3 separate regions of the Mus musculus genome follow, and all the other regions are linked to region 3. Evidence: chromatin contacts called from public HiChIP or PLAC-seq data. All regions are on one chromosome and are shown on one strand. The core of a region is the stretch at or near the end of the contact, and the rest is flanking DNA. Distances in the headings are between cores, read along the strand shown. Region 1 overlaps Cds2 (CDP-diacylglycerol synthase (phosphatidate cytidylyltransferase) 2). Region 2 has its middle 61 kb from the start of Prokr2. Region 3 holds the start of Trmt6 (tRNA methyltransferase 6).

The links. HiChIP or PLAC-seq counts read pairs in DNA pulled down with a chosen protein or histone mark.
Region 1: an H3K27ac HiChIP or PLAC-seq map of epiblast stem cells shows a contact between it and region 3, with 4 times the contacts expected there. The contact joins the enhancer-like site here to the promoter of Trmt6 in region 3. A contact is called at or near these places in 16 of 39 promoter capture datasets (the 3T3-L1 cell line, 3T3-L1-derived adipocytes, the C10 cell line and 10 more), 3 of 15 datasets of contacts at CTCF or cohesin (large pre-B cells, pro-B cells and stem cell-derived epiblast-like cells), 4 of 484 Hi-C or Micro-C datasets (brain, cortical neurons and embryonic stem cells), 18 of 115 datasets of contacts at active chromatin or transcription factors (the SCID.adh cell line, bone marrow-derived macrophages, double positive thymocytes and 8 more) and 4 of 9 other capture datasets (adipose tissue, embryonic stem cells, liver and 1 more).
Region 2: a contact with region 3 is called in an H3K4me3 HiChIP or PLAC-seq map of bone marrow-derived macrophages, with 6 times the contacts expected there. The contact joins the enhancer-like site here to the promoter of Trmt6 in region 3. A contact is called at or near these places in 15 of 39 promoter capture datasets (the 3T3-L1 cell line, 3T3-L1-derived adipocytes, the C10 cell line and 9 more), 3 of 15 datasets of contacts at CTCF or cohesin (large pre-B cells, pro-B cells and stem cell-derived epiblast-like cells), 1 of 484 Hi-C or Micro-C datasets (cerebellum), 12 of 115 datasets of contacts at active chromatin or transcription factors (the 230-238 cell line, the SCID.adh cell line, bone marrow-derived macrophages and 5 more) and 2 of 9 other capture datasets (embryonic stem cells and liver).

The regions. Positions count from the first base shown.
Region 1 is chr2:132,303,068-132,307,979 of GRCm38.p6, forward strand. Cds2 (CDP-diacylglycerol synthase (phosphatidate cytidylyltransferase) 2) reads left to right here. Exons shown (of 13, transcript NM_138651.7): 11 at 1,292-1,411; 12 at 1,786-1,889; 13 at 2,086-4,912. The coding sequence ends at 2,218. Among named protein-coding and RNA genes, the nearest start is that of Gm46766, 42 kb to the left of the region's middle. Within about 2 kb of position 3,139, at least 33 of the 459 cell types and tissues checked have an H3K27ac peak or open chromatin away from gene starts, as enhancers often do. A contact at or near this core is called in epiblast stem cells, where this site is marked.
Region 2 is chr2:132,322,370-132,326,828 of GRCm38.p6, forward strand. No RefSeq gene overlaps it. Among named protein-coding and RNA genes, the nearest start is that of Prokr2, 61 kb to the right of the region's middle. Within about 2 kb of position 1,897, at least 33 of the 459 cell types and tissues checked have an H3K27ac peak or open chromatin away from gene starts, as enhancers often do.
Region 3 is chr2:132,812,382-132,817,331 of GRCm38.p6, forward strand. It overlaps Trmt6 (tRNA methyltransferase 6), which reads right to left and starts at 3,673. Exons shown (of 11, transcript NM_175113.3): 1 at 3,423-3,673. The coding sequence starts at 3,553. Mcm8 (minichromosome maintenance 8 homologous recombination repair factor) reads left to right here and starts at 3,760. Exons shown (of 19, transcript NM_001291054.1): 1 at 3,760-4,084; 2 at 4,693-4,864. The coding sequence starts at 4,717.

The sequences.
Region 1 (4,912 bases), core at 1,889-4,388, 510 kb before region 3:
TTGTAGACCAGTGGATTGTGTGAGGAAGCACAGAACATTCGTTAGGAGGATTTCAGATTCCACACTGTTCCCAGCCTCTGAGGGCAGTGTGCGTGTGTGTGTTGGGGGGTGTGGTGTGGTGTGCAGACAGGATCTCACTATGGTCTTGGAATCCTTCTGCCTCCTTCTGAATGCTGTGATTGTAGGTATGTGAGACACTACCTGGCTTGCAGCTATTGTGTGTGTGTGTGTGTGTGTGTGTGTGTGTGTATGGATGTATGCATATTTGCATATATACACACATATGTGTGAAGGCCCAAGGTTGATGGCGAAATCTCTCTCAGTTGTTCTTTTGCCTTATCCTTTTGAGGCAGGGTTCTTGAGCTCATCCTGCTGGTCAGCTTGCTCTGGGATCCCCCTCAGGGTTTGCTGCTGGCTGCCTGCCATGCACATTCAGTATTTACATGGCTTCTGGGGATCTGAACTCAGTCCTGTTGTAGGGCAAGTATTTTCACTGATGGGACTCTGCCCAGCTTGTACCTAACTTTTAGGGGAGTTATGCCTGTCAAGTTCCTGTATAATTCCCACATTTCTGAGAAGACTGCTAAAAACATTCATCCTTTTGAAATTACATTCTCTGTAAGCTAAAGCTGGATCTTCTTCATATATTGCCTGCAAAACAGTATAAGACGTTGATTCCAGAATTTCTCCTTTTGTTTGTTTGTGAGCGGTTCTTATGTAGTTTAGGCTGACCTTACCCTGTAGCTGAGGGCGCCCTTGAACTTGAGATCCTACTGCTCCTAGTTTCCAAATGCTGGGATTGCAGGCACTCCAGACAGAATAGCCCCCACTCCAGACACAATAGCATAGTGCTCTACTATTGAGCCAAATGCTAGAGATTTAAAGGTGTGGGCTCGTTTTCTTTGTTTCTTTGTCTCTTTCTGTCTTTTTCTTTCTGTCTGTCTTTGTCTGTCTGTCTGTCTTTCATCCTTCCTTACCCCCCTTTCTTTCTGTCTTTCTCCTTTTTTTTTTTTAATACTCAGTCTCTTTAGATGTATGAATGTTTTGGGTGAGTGTGTTCGTGTGTCCTTGAAATAGAGTTCTAGATGGTTGTGAGCCACCATGTGTGTTAGAAACAACCCAGGTTCTTTGCTGGAACAGCAGGTGGTCCTGACCACCAGACCAACTCTCCAGCCCTGCAGTCTTTTGGTTGATTGAAAAAAATGGAGACCTTGTTTTATGAAGCTCTGAATTAACTGTAAGAAGCCAGACATGCACACTTGCTGACTTTGGTTCCACTCCTTCTCCTCAGAAAACGGTGAGGATGTACCCTTTCCAGATCCACAGCATCGCCCTCTCCACCTTCGCCTCGCTCATCGGCCCTTTCGGAGGGTTCTTCGCCAGTGGATTCAAACGGGCCTTTAAAATCAAAGTAGGGGAACTCTGCCCCACCTGCCTCTCCCATTTCACTCCTGGTCGCCCATCTCTTCCCCGCCCTGCTCCATCAGCTTGCACCCCTCATACCAGGTCACGCCCCTGCACTTACTGTGTGCTTTTCTTTACCCATGTGCTGAATTTGGGGGACAGTAAATGAAAGTGCAAGTATCTGGTTTGCTAGTGCTTCTTTCAACCAGAGACCGCGTTGTAATTTGCAGTCCTGTCCTGTGATCACCTGGGCATTTGGTTGTATGCCTCTGTCCATCACCTTCTCTGCCCAGCAGGGTTTTGGTCATGGGTGGATCCATTAGTCTGGAGTTTGGTTGTTGGTGAGCCCAGGCCCATCCTTCCTTCCTTTTCCTCTAACAGGATTTTGCCAATACCATTCCCGGTCATGGAGGCATCATGGATCGCTTTGACTGCCAGTACCTGATGGCCACCTTTGTCAATGTGTACATCGCCAGCTTTATCAGGTGCGGAACTACTCCACCGGATCCAGATATTCCACCGGATCCAGCTGAGTGGGCTTTGAAAGCATGAGTGTTTACAAATCCTCTGAGGTCTCTCTCCCTCCACTAATAGTGAATCCAGGGCTCATAGCACCCCATGGGTAACTGGGCCAGCGAGGCAGCTGGCCCCTGCTCAGGGGTGCCTTATGTTCTGTTGTAGGGGTCCAAACCCAAGCAAACTGATCCAGCAGTTTCTGACGTTGCGGCCAGATCAGCAGCTTCACATCTTCAACACGCTCAAGTCTCACCTAACTGACAAGGGGATTCTGACATCTGCCTTGGAAGATGAGTAGAGTCCACCTGGGGCCCAGAGAGCTGGAGCAGGATGGAGTGGGGGCCAGTCGCCAAGGCCGCCCAGCTGCTGTGACTTAGATAATGAAAAGCTTCAACTCACCACCGTCATTTTTTTTTCTTTTTCCTTTTTGTGCGTGTGTGGTTTTTAATCTGTATATACTGTCTGTTTATAGTGTGGGCAGTGAGTAAGCTGTAGCTTTGAGTTGCAAAGAAGTCACAGGAAAGAACCATTTGGGTTTCTGAAGTACAAGTATTGAGCAACATGAAGGGCAGTGTTGCCCAGCTCAGGGTGTCTGCTTGGTGGCTCTAACCCCTGCCCATCCAGTTGTTTCTGGGCTGTGCGAGAGATCATACATTGATCTGTGTGTGATGAGTTGAGGGCTTTCCCACCTGCACGGGCCTTCACGGGCTCCACGCTTTTGCTGTCCTTGACACCTCTCGTTGGGGCTTCTGCAGGCATCTCTGTCTGAGAGCAGTGGGGGCTGCCCTCTGTAGAGCTGTGAGAGCAGTGGGGGCTGCCCTCTGTAGAGCTGTGAGAGCAGTGGGGGGCTGCCCTCTGTAGAGCTGTGAGAGCAGTGGGGGGCTGCCCTCTGTAGAGCTGTGAGAGCAGTGGGGGCTGCCCTCTGTAGAGCTGTGAGAGCAGTGGGGGCTGCCCTCTGTAGAGCTGTGAGAGCAGTGGGGGCTGCCCTCTGTAGAGCTGTGAGGGAGAGGCTTTCTGATCAGATGAACATCTGTCCAAGCCAAAATTCTGCAGAGGGCAGGTGAGCTTTGCTTATGTAGTTTGCTTTCACCATATAGACTGAGAGAAGATTTCAGACTTCTTTTTCTCAGAAAGCATGAAGAATTTATGAAGTATGGAAAAGAAGCCCTTACATATTCCAGATGTGTGCAGCAGGGGGCACTGTCCCAGCCCTCTCTGCCCCAGCCAGGCACAGTGGCCTCTAGAGGGTGGTCCTGTAGACCGCACCTTTTAGAGTCGAGGCCTCTGTGGTTGTGCCGCGGGTTTGCTGCTGTGCTGAGTCCTTCTGGGGGAGCCCTAAGAGGTGGGGAGCAGAGGACTTTTGCTCAGACACCCTTTGCCTGGAAGCCCACTTGTGTTGCTGCTGTGTTGTGTATATAGTATTCTCGAGATGAGCGTATGTGTGTCTGTTTAAAAGTCACCTTGTTTCCTACATGATTTTAGTCATACCCAAACGTCCTCAGAATCCCTACATCCTGCTTAGAACTGTGGCCGGCCTAATCTGTCAAGAGGCTTGGCTCTTCAAGACTCAGTGTCCACTTTATCAAATGTGACCGGTGTAGCTGTAGTTTGTACTTTCCTGGGGACCTTCTGCTGGGGTTTGTGTAAGCTGTGATTCTTTCCCTTCCTAATAGGTTGAGCTTGACATGGAAAGGAGCAGTTGGCAGGGAAGGAACTTATTCCCCAAGAGTGGTAACTAACCCACAGCCCTGCTCGGTGTGCCCACCGCTGAGAGGCTGCAGTGACTTCCCCAAGTACCGTGGTCTGTGCTAATTTGTTTTCAGATTAGTCTTCCTGTGGCCTCCAACACTCAGCCAGCCCTCAGAGTGTCCGCTGTGCGCACGGGGGCGGGGCGGGGCGGGCAGCTCCTTGTCTCTCAGCTTTGACTGACTTGTCCGCATTGGGGATTTTTGTTCTCAGCTCCCAGGCCGCACTGAACACAGTGTTGCTGCCTTCAGTTTGGTTCTGGCCATGAGGCCCCTAGTGGGAGCTTTGCCCTTAGGGCTGTCCTCTGACTTGCCCTCAAAGTTCACCAATTCGGCAACTCCATGGAGACGGTCGTGTCACTCTCAGCCCCTGTTGCTATTAAGTCATGTCATGGGCACCCGGAAAAGGAAATACACTGAGGTGTATTTTACAATTGCTCCTTAAGATTCTCAGTGGAGATTAGGAGCAACACTGCACTTCTGATAGAAAAATGGCCTTGGATCACTAAACTAGGTAGAGAAGGGCACACCACACCCCAGCGCCCCAGGAGCCAAAACTCACGCTCGGGCAGCAGCAGCTGAGGCTTGAGGAAGCTGGTGTCCTAAGACACTGAAACCCAGTGCTCATTGGAGCTGCCAGCCACAGGTTTCTATTCTGAGTTCTCCAGTCTTGTGAAAGAGGAGAATTTCCCAGTCAGGTAGCCAGGAGAACAGTGCCACCCTGCGATTGTGCCACCCTGTGATTGTATAGCGTGTTGTTTGTTCCAGTAAGCAGGCAGGCCCAGAGACTGCTTTCTCAGCACCGCACAGATCTCAGTGGGTCACATAACTTGCTTTACACTCATCTTGTTGTGTCAGAAATAAAGTGTTCGTGCTTTTCCTTGTCAGGAGTCCCGTGTTTGTCACTTGTTGTGTGGTTTTATGTTTCCCGCTGTGTGAGCATAAACACTGTGCAGTTTTCCTGCTTGCCAGCCTGTGTGCCATCTGTTCTCACAGCCTCTGAGATGTCTCAGGTGAGAGCCATGGGGTGGAACCATAAAGTCCCCATCTCAAAGTGTGCCTGTGGGACAGGGTTAGTAGCTACTCCCCGAGGCCCCAACCCGGGAAATACTGCAGTGTTCCTTCCTGCAGGCCTTGGAGCCCTGACCAGGCCAGTCCTGGGCACTGCTTAGATGGCTGTTAGCTTAGAACTGGTGAAGTAAAGATTTGGTCCCAGAAACCAGCCTGACATGAGAACAAGCCAGGGT
Region 2 (4,459 bases), core at 647-3,146, 490 kb before region 3:
GACAGGGAACCCCTGGAACAAGCTGCCCAGCCAGCTTGGCCAAGTTCTGGCTTCAGCAAGAGGAAGACTCCCTACATCAAACTTGAGTCTCCCCACCCTCCCTCACCCCCACAGTGTCCACCATATGTAAGCCCACATACCACACACATACATACTCCACTTCTAAACTTGGTTCTTGTCTTTGAAGAATCTGAGTAGACCTGGTTATTTTTCCACCTTGCTGGAACTCTATGTTAAGAGCTGGCTTGATGGTTGTCTTGGTTTCTTTTCCTGTTGAGGCTGCAGACATGGTAAGCTAGGACTCTACTGAACTCTGCGTGCACATCCTCTCTTCTGATACCACACTTGGGCACCTAGCTTTGTTACCTGCACACACTGGACACACAGTCTTCGTCTTGGATCCCCCACCTGAACTGGGTTACATTTATACTCCTTTCGGAACAATGAGACTTGTCTTGTCCCAGCAATGAACATCAAACTTGGATAGTTTCTATTCAAATGTATTCTTAATATATCTAGGCTCAGTGTCCAGCACCCACATGGCAGCTCACAACTGCCTGTAATTCTAGTTCTAGGGTATCCAACACCTGTGCACACACATACATGCAGGTAAAACAACAAGGTGAAATAAAATATAAGTCATTAAAAAGAGAATGTTAGAGATGATTCTTGTTTACCATGTAATGCATATGCATACTTGGGCATGCATATGATTAAAATCAGATCATTTATGGGAAGGGACATGTAGTAGAAAAGTGATTACATGACTTGACCTATCAATCAAAACAGAGACACCCGCCCCCCCAGTGTGCTTCTTAGTAAACAAAACTGCTCGCTCTCCCTCTCTCTCTTTCTCTTAACCCCTATATAAAAAAAGAGAGAGACCTCAAACTATAACTGGGGCCTTCAGTATCTTCACTCACATACTTTAATATCTCAATTGCCTAGCTTTCAATACTTGATACTTTTGCAAATCTGCATGAGTTTTTATTTCAATTCCTCAAGAGACCAAGAATATGGAAACTCCTGAGCTCAAACACAAGTAAGATAGATCCTGTGATAAAATACCCTAGTGAAAGCAACCTAAAAGAGAGGGGACTTATTCTGGCTGGGAGTACAAGGATACAGTCCATCCTGGTAAGGAGGGAAAGGGGCAGGAGCTTGAAGCAGCTGGCCAATCCCACCCACAGTTGGTGGGGACAGAGAGGGGATGTCTACAGCCTTCTGCTCAGTTCCCTCCCTCCACTTACACAGCCCAGGGCTCCATCCAGGAACAGTGCCAGCCCCAAACAATCAAGAGAACCCCAGAAGGCCCGTTCAGAGGCTGTCTTACAGGTGATTCTTGGTTATGTCGGGTTGGCAACTCCAGTCAGCGAAGTGATTGAGCAATGAGAATCTGGGTGGGAGGGAGAAGCATGCTTTGTCTATGCATCACCAGCCGAGTCCTGTCATCAACACACTGAGGCTGGGAAATTTCACTCAGTGATGATTATGAGGCTGAGTCCTATGGGGGAAGGGAGGGTGGAGGTTTCTGAGAACACAGCCAGGGGCATTTAGGCAAATGGTGAAGCCGCTGTATAGGACTCTGGCCTAAGTGTTTATTGAGTTCCAGGATCACAGCTCTCTCTCTCCCTCTCTCTCTCTCTCTCTCTCCTTTCCTGTGTGTATACTATGGACTATATGGACTAGGTGCAAAGGAGCCTTCATCGGGCAGTGACAGGGGTCAGTGGCCTGGGATAGTTCTTTCACTTATGAAAATAACAAGCAGAGACAAATAAGTCATCGCCCGGCCCTTATTAATCAGAAGGATAGATGTTTAAATAGACCACCACAGGGCTGGGATGTAACTTAGTAGTAGAATCTTTGCCCAGCATACACGAGGAGCTGTACTGATAATCGTAAGCTATTACAACACCATGTGGGAAGGTTTTTTAGTAGCTCCCATAAGGTTTTGAGAGCTCCCCACAGTGAAACTTTCTGTGACTAGGGTTTTATTAGCACAATTTGGTTTACTCCCTGTGGCATCCGTGGAAGTGAAATGTTACTGTTTCATTATGACACTGAGTCTGAGGAGTGAGTTGTTCAAGATCCAAGACAGTCACTCCTCCTGCCTAGCCCTCCAAGTGAGTAGCACTTGTCAGCTGGGTTGATGGCTCGTGCCTATAATCTCAATACCTGAGGGCCGAGGAAGGATTACTATGAATTTGAAGCCAGACTGTGCTACAGATGTGACCCTGTCACAAATCCAAATAAAACAAACAAAACCCTCAAAAGCAATGGCTGTAATTCTTTCCTTCCCAGAGAAAACTTGCAAAATTGGTTTTTTTTCCATGTGGATTGGACTGAGATTGCCAGGTTTGATGGCAGTGACTTTGCCTGATGAGCCATGGCACCTGGCAGGAATGATTGCTTCTTATTGTACTGTCACATTGTTTCTCAAATTGTTTGACACCTGAGGTTAGGTAAAATCCTGTCTGATTGTAACACTTAATATGACCGAGGACTATTTGAAAACTGGAGTATGATTGATTTTTTTTGGGGGGGGGCATGTGATTAAGGAGGATTGTTGATAGCTAGGTCTTAGGGTAGCATCTCTTTGGTGCCATGTCCCTGCAAAGGGAGGTCAGGATGATGGCTCCAAAGAGAGCAAACTTCTGTAGACTCACCTTGAGGCACAGGATAGAAACCTGCCTGTGCTACAGCCACTCCATGGATGTGAAATGAAATGAAAACAAAAAAATCATGGTGATGGTGGGGATCATAAAATCTAGGAGGTGAAGGAGAGTGAAAACATGGAACAAATGAAAGCCAAATTAAATGGAAAGAAGAAAACAACAATCACAGAGGAAAATATAGGATAAAAGAACACTGGAAATATTGGTAAAACTGTAAGCTTCATTCTTTGAAGAGTTCAACTATATTGATAAGCTTTTATCTAGACCAGAGCAAGAAAAAAGCTAAAGGAACAGGGAAGGGTTTAGTATTTCTGGATTTATTAGATTGGTTTACAGGATGTGGTCTGTGGTGATTGGAATACACTTGTCCCAGGGAGTGGCACTATTAGGAGGTGTGACCTTGTTGGAGTAGGTATGGCCTTGTTGGGGGAAGTGTGTCACAGCGGGGATGGGCTTTGAGACCCTCCTCCTAGCTACCTGGAAACAGACTGCTCCCGGCTTCCTTTGGATAAAGATGTAGAACTCTCAGCTCTTCCAGCACCATGTCTGCCTGGGTGCTGCAGTGCTTCTTGCCATGATAATAATGGACTGAACCTCTGACATTGTAAGCCAGCCCCATTTAAATGTTGTCATGCTGTTTCTTCACAGCAAAGGAAACCCTAACGAAGACATGGTCTGTGTAGATCAACAATGGCTGTCTCAGTTTGTGAAGTCGGATGTCTCAGCAGCCTCGGTTTGGTGCTGCAGGCCTGGAGGATTTCTGGAACGCTGCTGGGGTTCAGTCTAGGAATGAATAAGTTGGTTCTAATTTTGGTCAAGGAATGTAGTACCAACAGGATAGATGAACTTGCCAGTGAGAGTGATGGCAAGCAGACAAAAGCAAAGCTTCAGAATTCCATGCCCTTCATTTGGGCTGTCACCCATAGTTAGGGTATGCCTTCCAGCTTTAATAATCTGATTAAGAAGATCCTTCCCAGAGCAGATTGAGTTCTTGCTTTTTGTTATTGTTTTTGAGACAGGGTTTCTCTGTCTCATCCTGGCTGTCCTAGAACTCACTCTGTAGGCCAGGTTGGCCTCAAACTCAGAGATCTGCCTGCCTCTGCCTCTTAAGTGCTGGGATTAAAGGTGTCAACGACCACAGCCCGTTGCATGTTGGGTTTTAATTGATGCCAGATTCAGTCAAGTTGGCAAATAAGTTAAGCCATTAAAAGTACTTCAATATCTGAAGGAGTGAGAGGATGTCATTACCATTTTTACAGGAAAAAAAAAAGGTTTCTAAGAGACCAATGCACATGAGCAAGTTAAATAACCGACAAAGAGATACAGTAGACAAATTTATGGAAAGACACACAAGCTACTAGAACTTACCTCAACGGAAATAGAAAATATGAATAGACTTGTAACAAATAAAGATATTTAACTAGTAACTCTCCCTCCCATCCTGGAAAAGCCCTAGATTTATTCCATGGTCATTCAAAAAAATAGGAGGCAACATTTCCCAACTCACTTTGTGAGTCCATTATTGTTCTAAAACCAGAAAAATATAGTATGAGAAAAGAAAACTATAGGTCAATACCTCTTATGAAAATAGATACAAAATAACTAACTAAAATACTAGCAACCTAAATTGAGTAACATAAAAAAAGGCTGTACAGCCATGCATTGCTTAACAGTGAACTACTCAGATTATTTTCTCGTTGTGTGAACATCCTAACATGTACTCACACAAGCTATGATGGGACAGCATAACTTGGTAATATAATTATGGGGCCTCTATCATATGT
Region 3 (4,950 bases), core at 2,423-4,922:
GAAAACGACATGGCTTTTGTGGGACACAGTCTCACTGCACTTTGCATTGTCACCCAGGATGCTTACATTCACAGATTCTGCAGATCCCAAAACAGGAATGACTGACAAGATCCCCAGGCCATACGTGTGTATTGTGATGCCCCATGCAACTTGCACTAGAAAATCCCCAACAAAATAATCACTTGAGATGACAACAAGTTTTAAAACTCCCTGGTCTCTGTCTAATTGGCTACTCTATTAGAAAAGCAAAATTCCAAAAAGCCTGTGTCAGAATAAACATTATTGGCAATCTACACATTGGAAATGGATGTAGAACTAATGAAGTACTGCCAAGGGTCAGGCATTAGCCTTCCTATCGGAGATCTCAGTCTCTTAGAGCAACTTCAAAGACAAGCACACGACAGAACCCCTTTCCTTTCCCAGAAAGCAAGCTAGCACCTGCTGTGTAACAACTGGATGCCAGCAGTGCGTACCCCTTCATTCTCACAGCAACCCTCAGACGCCAGGGACAGACATCTGAGGCCCAGAGAAACACACTGGTCAAGAGTCAGTTACCTGGTGTGGTGGTATGCATTTCTCCCAACATGCAGGAGGCAGAGGTGGAAAGATGCCAAGTTCCAGGCCAGATTGGCCTTAGCTACAGTGTTGTAGGATGCTCCTCTGAATTACAACACTCCCTCCAATTTTAAATACTTCTTCTAGGAGGAAAGATGACACTCACCAGTCTCAGGGGGCAAGCAAACAGTCACATGTCTGGAGAAAAAAAAGCCTAGAAGATTCTTGAGGGTCTCCTATCTAACAAGATAAAAAGGAGTAAACAGTTGCTGCTGGGTGATGTGTGTGTGCGCGCGAGTGCACGTGCTCGTGTGTGCACACATTGGTTCACCAAACTGGACATTGCTGCAGTCATTTCTTTGGTCTGTTGTGGGTTCCATTTCTGAGGTGAACTGATGTGTATCGACTCGACAGAAAAACATAACACACAATGACAATTGTATACATGTTTGTGTGAGGAGTTAAAGTTGCAGGATTCATACAGGTCTGCAGATACTTTCTACATACATGGCATGGCTGACGTAAAGAAAAGCTTTGTACCTAAGGAAGCTTCAGAGCCCAGCTCACACGCACAGAATTCTGAATTCTGAGACCTGTCCTGACCTGGTAAACTCTGCTTGTGCCCTGCATCACTCTTTTCATCTTTCCTTTTTCAGTTCTCTATCCCACCATATCTTTGTATATCATATCCTTAAAAAACGGTTAACTACTTTCATCTTTTGTGTGGGCATGTGCACATGTTAGTGTTTGGGTACCACAGCATGCATATGGAAGTCAAAAGATCAACTCAGATACTGGTTCCTGCCTTCCATCTTTCTATGAGACAAGGTGTGTCTATGTCTGTCTCTGTCTCTCTCTTATTTATTTATTATTTGTTTATTTATTTAATGTGTATGAGTAAGCTGTAGCTGTACAGATAGCTGTGAACCATCATGTGGTTGCTGGGAATTGAATTTAGGACCTTTGCTTGCTGCAATCCCGCTCACTCCAGCCCTGCTCGCTCTTGTCCAAAGATTTGTTATTATATCTAAGTACACTGTAGCTGTCTTCAGACACACCAGTAGAGGGTGTCAGATCTCATTACGGATGGTTGTGAGCCACCATGTGGTTGCTGGGACTTGAACTCAGGACCTTCGGAAGAGCAATCAATGCTCTTAACCACCGAGCCATCTCTCCAGCCCGGCAAGATCTCTCTTGTTCACTGTTATATATGTCAGGCAAGCAGTCTCAAACTTCTATAGAGTCTCCTGTGTGTGCCTCCATCCTGCTGTAAGAACGCTGGGATTACAGATATGTACCATAGCACCTCATGCTTATGTGGTTAAGAGCTCTACCCTTTGAGTCATCTCCCCTCATTCATCAAATGCCACTTGAACTACATGTCCTCTGGAGGTGCTCCTGACTCCTAATTCTTACTCTTTGCTGGATTTCCAGTAACTAACATCTATTTTGTACCTCTTATCCTCATCCTTGAATCATGTTGGTGTTAATGAAACACTTTACGCCTCTGCCAGCCTATCTTATGTGCAAAGGTGTGTGTGGTGGGGGCCTGGGGGGCAAGCATCCAAACTGACAGGCCGGAAAGTGTGGGAGGCGATCTGATAAATAATGAAGCTGCCTGTTTCCTGGGAACGATTAAGAGTGGCAGAGAGCCATGATCTCTTTGGTGATAGGGAGTCCGGCTTGGGATGCAGCTGGGTTCAGTGGGTCATTTTCTAAATAAAACAAAAAATTAGGATCGTGGCTTCCTAAGAACAGGGATAGTAAAAAGAGCTTACAGCTGACTCTTTAGGGAGCTGGAGAAATGACCCAGCACTCGAGAGCACTTACTGCTCTTCCACAGGATCTGACTTTGGTTCCCAGCACCCAAGTTGTGTGGTTCCCAATTGGCTGTAACGCCAACTCCAGGAAATACAAAGCATTTGGCCACTGAGCGCACAGGAATTCACATACTCAAGCCCACAAAAACACACACACACACACACACACACACACACACACCTTAAAACAATACTAGGTCGTTTTTTTGTTGGTTTTTTTTTTTTTTTTTGAGACTGGATTTCTCTGTGTAGCCCATCAAACAAACTAATTAACAAAAAGAGTACCTTTTAGAACTAAAGATACAGTATGTCTCCTTGGTAACAAAAAGGATCATCTAACAAAACACATTATAAAAAGGACATTCAAATGGTTGTATCAGAACATGAAGCAAGCTGAGTGTGGTGAAGCAAACCTGTAATCCCACCACTTGGGAGGCAGGAAAGTGTTTGCTTCAGCGGGCCATCAGCAAGCACCAGTATGTATACTGGGCTTAAGCTGGCCATGTACCTTGTAGTAAGTTCTCTTTTCTTACAGTAGACAGATTTTTCCCACTGGGATCCAGAGAATAAGACTGCCTACCTGCAAGCCATACTATGTGTAAGAGATCTTTCTTATCTCCCTTTTCTCTTACTGAGGAAGTTGGATTTATGAAGAAAGTGGGGAGCTGGGAAGAGAGTCAGACATAAGAGATACGAATGTGAAAGGTTGGATAAATTCTGTAAGACTAGTGAGGCTCTTCCCCCGCCCCCCAAGAATCCTCGGGAAAGCACCCTCCTGAGTGGGAGTATCAAGAATGGAATTCTTGGGAAGAGAATTTGGCGCAGAAGGTAGAATAGAAAGTTGGGGAATGAAAGGTAGAGGCGAGTACTGTACCCGTAAGCCAAGGATGCGGCAGGATCCCGGTGGGAAGGCCTCAGTGATAGGAAGACCTGAGTGGTAGCAATAAGGGCTGGGGAGCGGGATTCAAAGAGCCAAGAATGGGGCACAGGAGGGAGTGATTATCCGGGTGGTGGTGCGCGCTGCCCAAGGCCAGCAACCAGACTCACTTTCTCCGCTGGACTTGCACTGCTTTGAACACATCTTCTCGCTTCAGCACCACGAAGTCACCGTCATGGATGCAGTGGTCCCCGAGAGGCGGGGGCGGTGAGCTCGGCTGCTCCGCAGCTGATGCCTCCATGGAAGCCAGGTAAATTTCAACCTCCGTTTTTGCTCCAGCCGCTAGGAGCCCGGCACGACCAGGAGGGACCTGCGTCTCCGCCGGCACCGCCCCCACGTGCTGCACGCCGCTTCCGCTTTCCGGTCCGGACCTCGGGACGGCTTCCGGAAGCCTGGCGACTTCCGTCTCTCTGAACTCTTTGATTGGCTACACTTCATCCCGCCCCCTAGTCGCGTGGCTTCCTTAAGCAGAAGCGCGTCATAGACGCGCCAAAAAAGAACTTCAAGCGAGGTCCGAGTTTGCCTTCTGGGCTTGTGCTCGGCCTTCCCCGCCCTGCGTCTGGCGTTCTGGCGCGCAGTGACGCGGGCACCGGGCGGCTCCGGAGACGGAGTGTCCGCGGAGCCCTGCGTGAGAGTGTATACGGCTTACGGCTCTGTCGCAGGCTCCGGGGCTCCTGAAAGCAGGACGCGAGGAAGACGGGGAGTCAGGGATTGCGTACGACTTTTCTCAGGCTGCTTCCCTATGTAGATGTTGGAATCGCCACCGTTCTCAGTATGTTATCCTGTTGGATCGATGTGGAACGTAGTGTTGCGATGGAATGTCTCATCCTGAGGATCCTGAAGACTTGAGCTTTTATCACAGGGCTATCACAAGCAACCTTGATTATTATTAGTTTGCATACTTGCGAATCTTTTATTTATTAAAACCTCTTAGGGTTAGAACAGGTTCTCCTAATGAATTACAGCACAGCGTATGAATCTATCAATAGTTTGTATCTGTGGGATAGGAATTTTTAAGTGGAGTTACTTTCTTTTGGAACAGTTTTAGGACAGCCTGCCACAGAAAGTAATACAGCGAAGATTGGGCTATGTTATTTCCCTAGTATCGTACTGGTGAGGATTATTTTCAGCCAATACTGCCCAATATTAGTTCCACACAGAAAACCGGTTCAAGTTAACTCCTTGATTTCTCTCTTGGTGGTTTGTTGAAAACTGGTATTGAATAAATGTCTATGGTGTACCTTAATCATGATGGAGATTAAAAGAATTAACTATACAACACATAAGGTTTATACTGCAGCATGGAACTTTGCAAGCCTAAGTGCTGGTCTTAAACACAGTACATTAATCCCCCCCTTACTATGTTAATACATTTTTTAGGAGTGCTCTTGACTTGTGGAAGACATGAGTGGTGCTTATAGAGGCAGAGGTTTTGGACGAGGAAGATTCCAAAGCTGGAAAAGAGGAAGAGGTGGTGGGAACTTCTCAGGAAGGTGGAGAGAAAGAGAAAACAGAGTTGACCTGAATGAAGCTTCAGGAAAGCACGCTTCTGGTACGTGCACGCAGGGATCGATATGTTTTCTCTCGGGAAAGAGACAATTCAAGGGCCGGTAGATGCCAGAGTAGGTAAGGGGGACT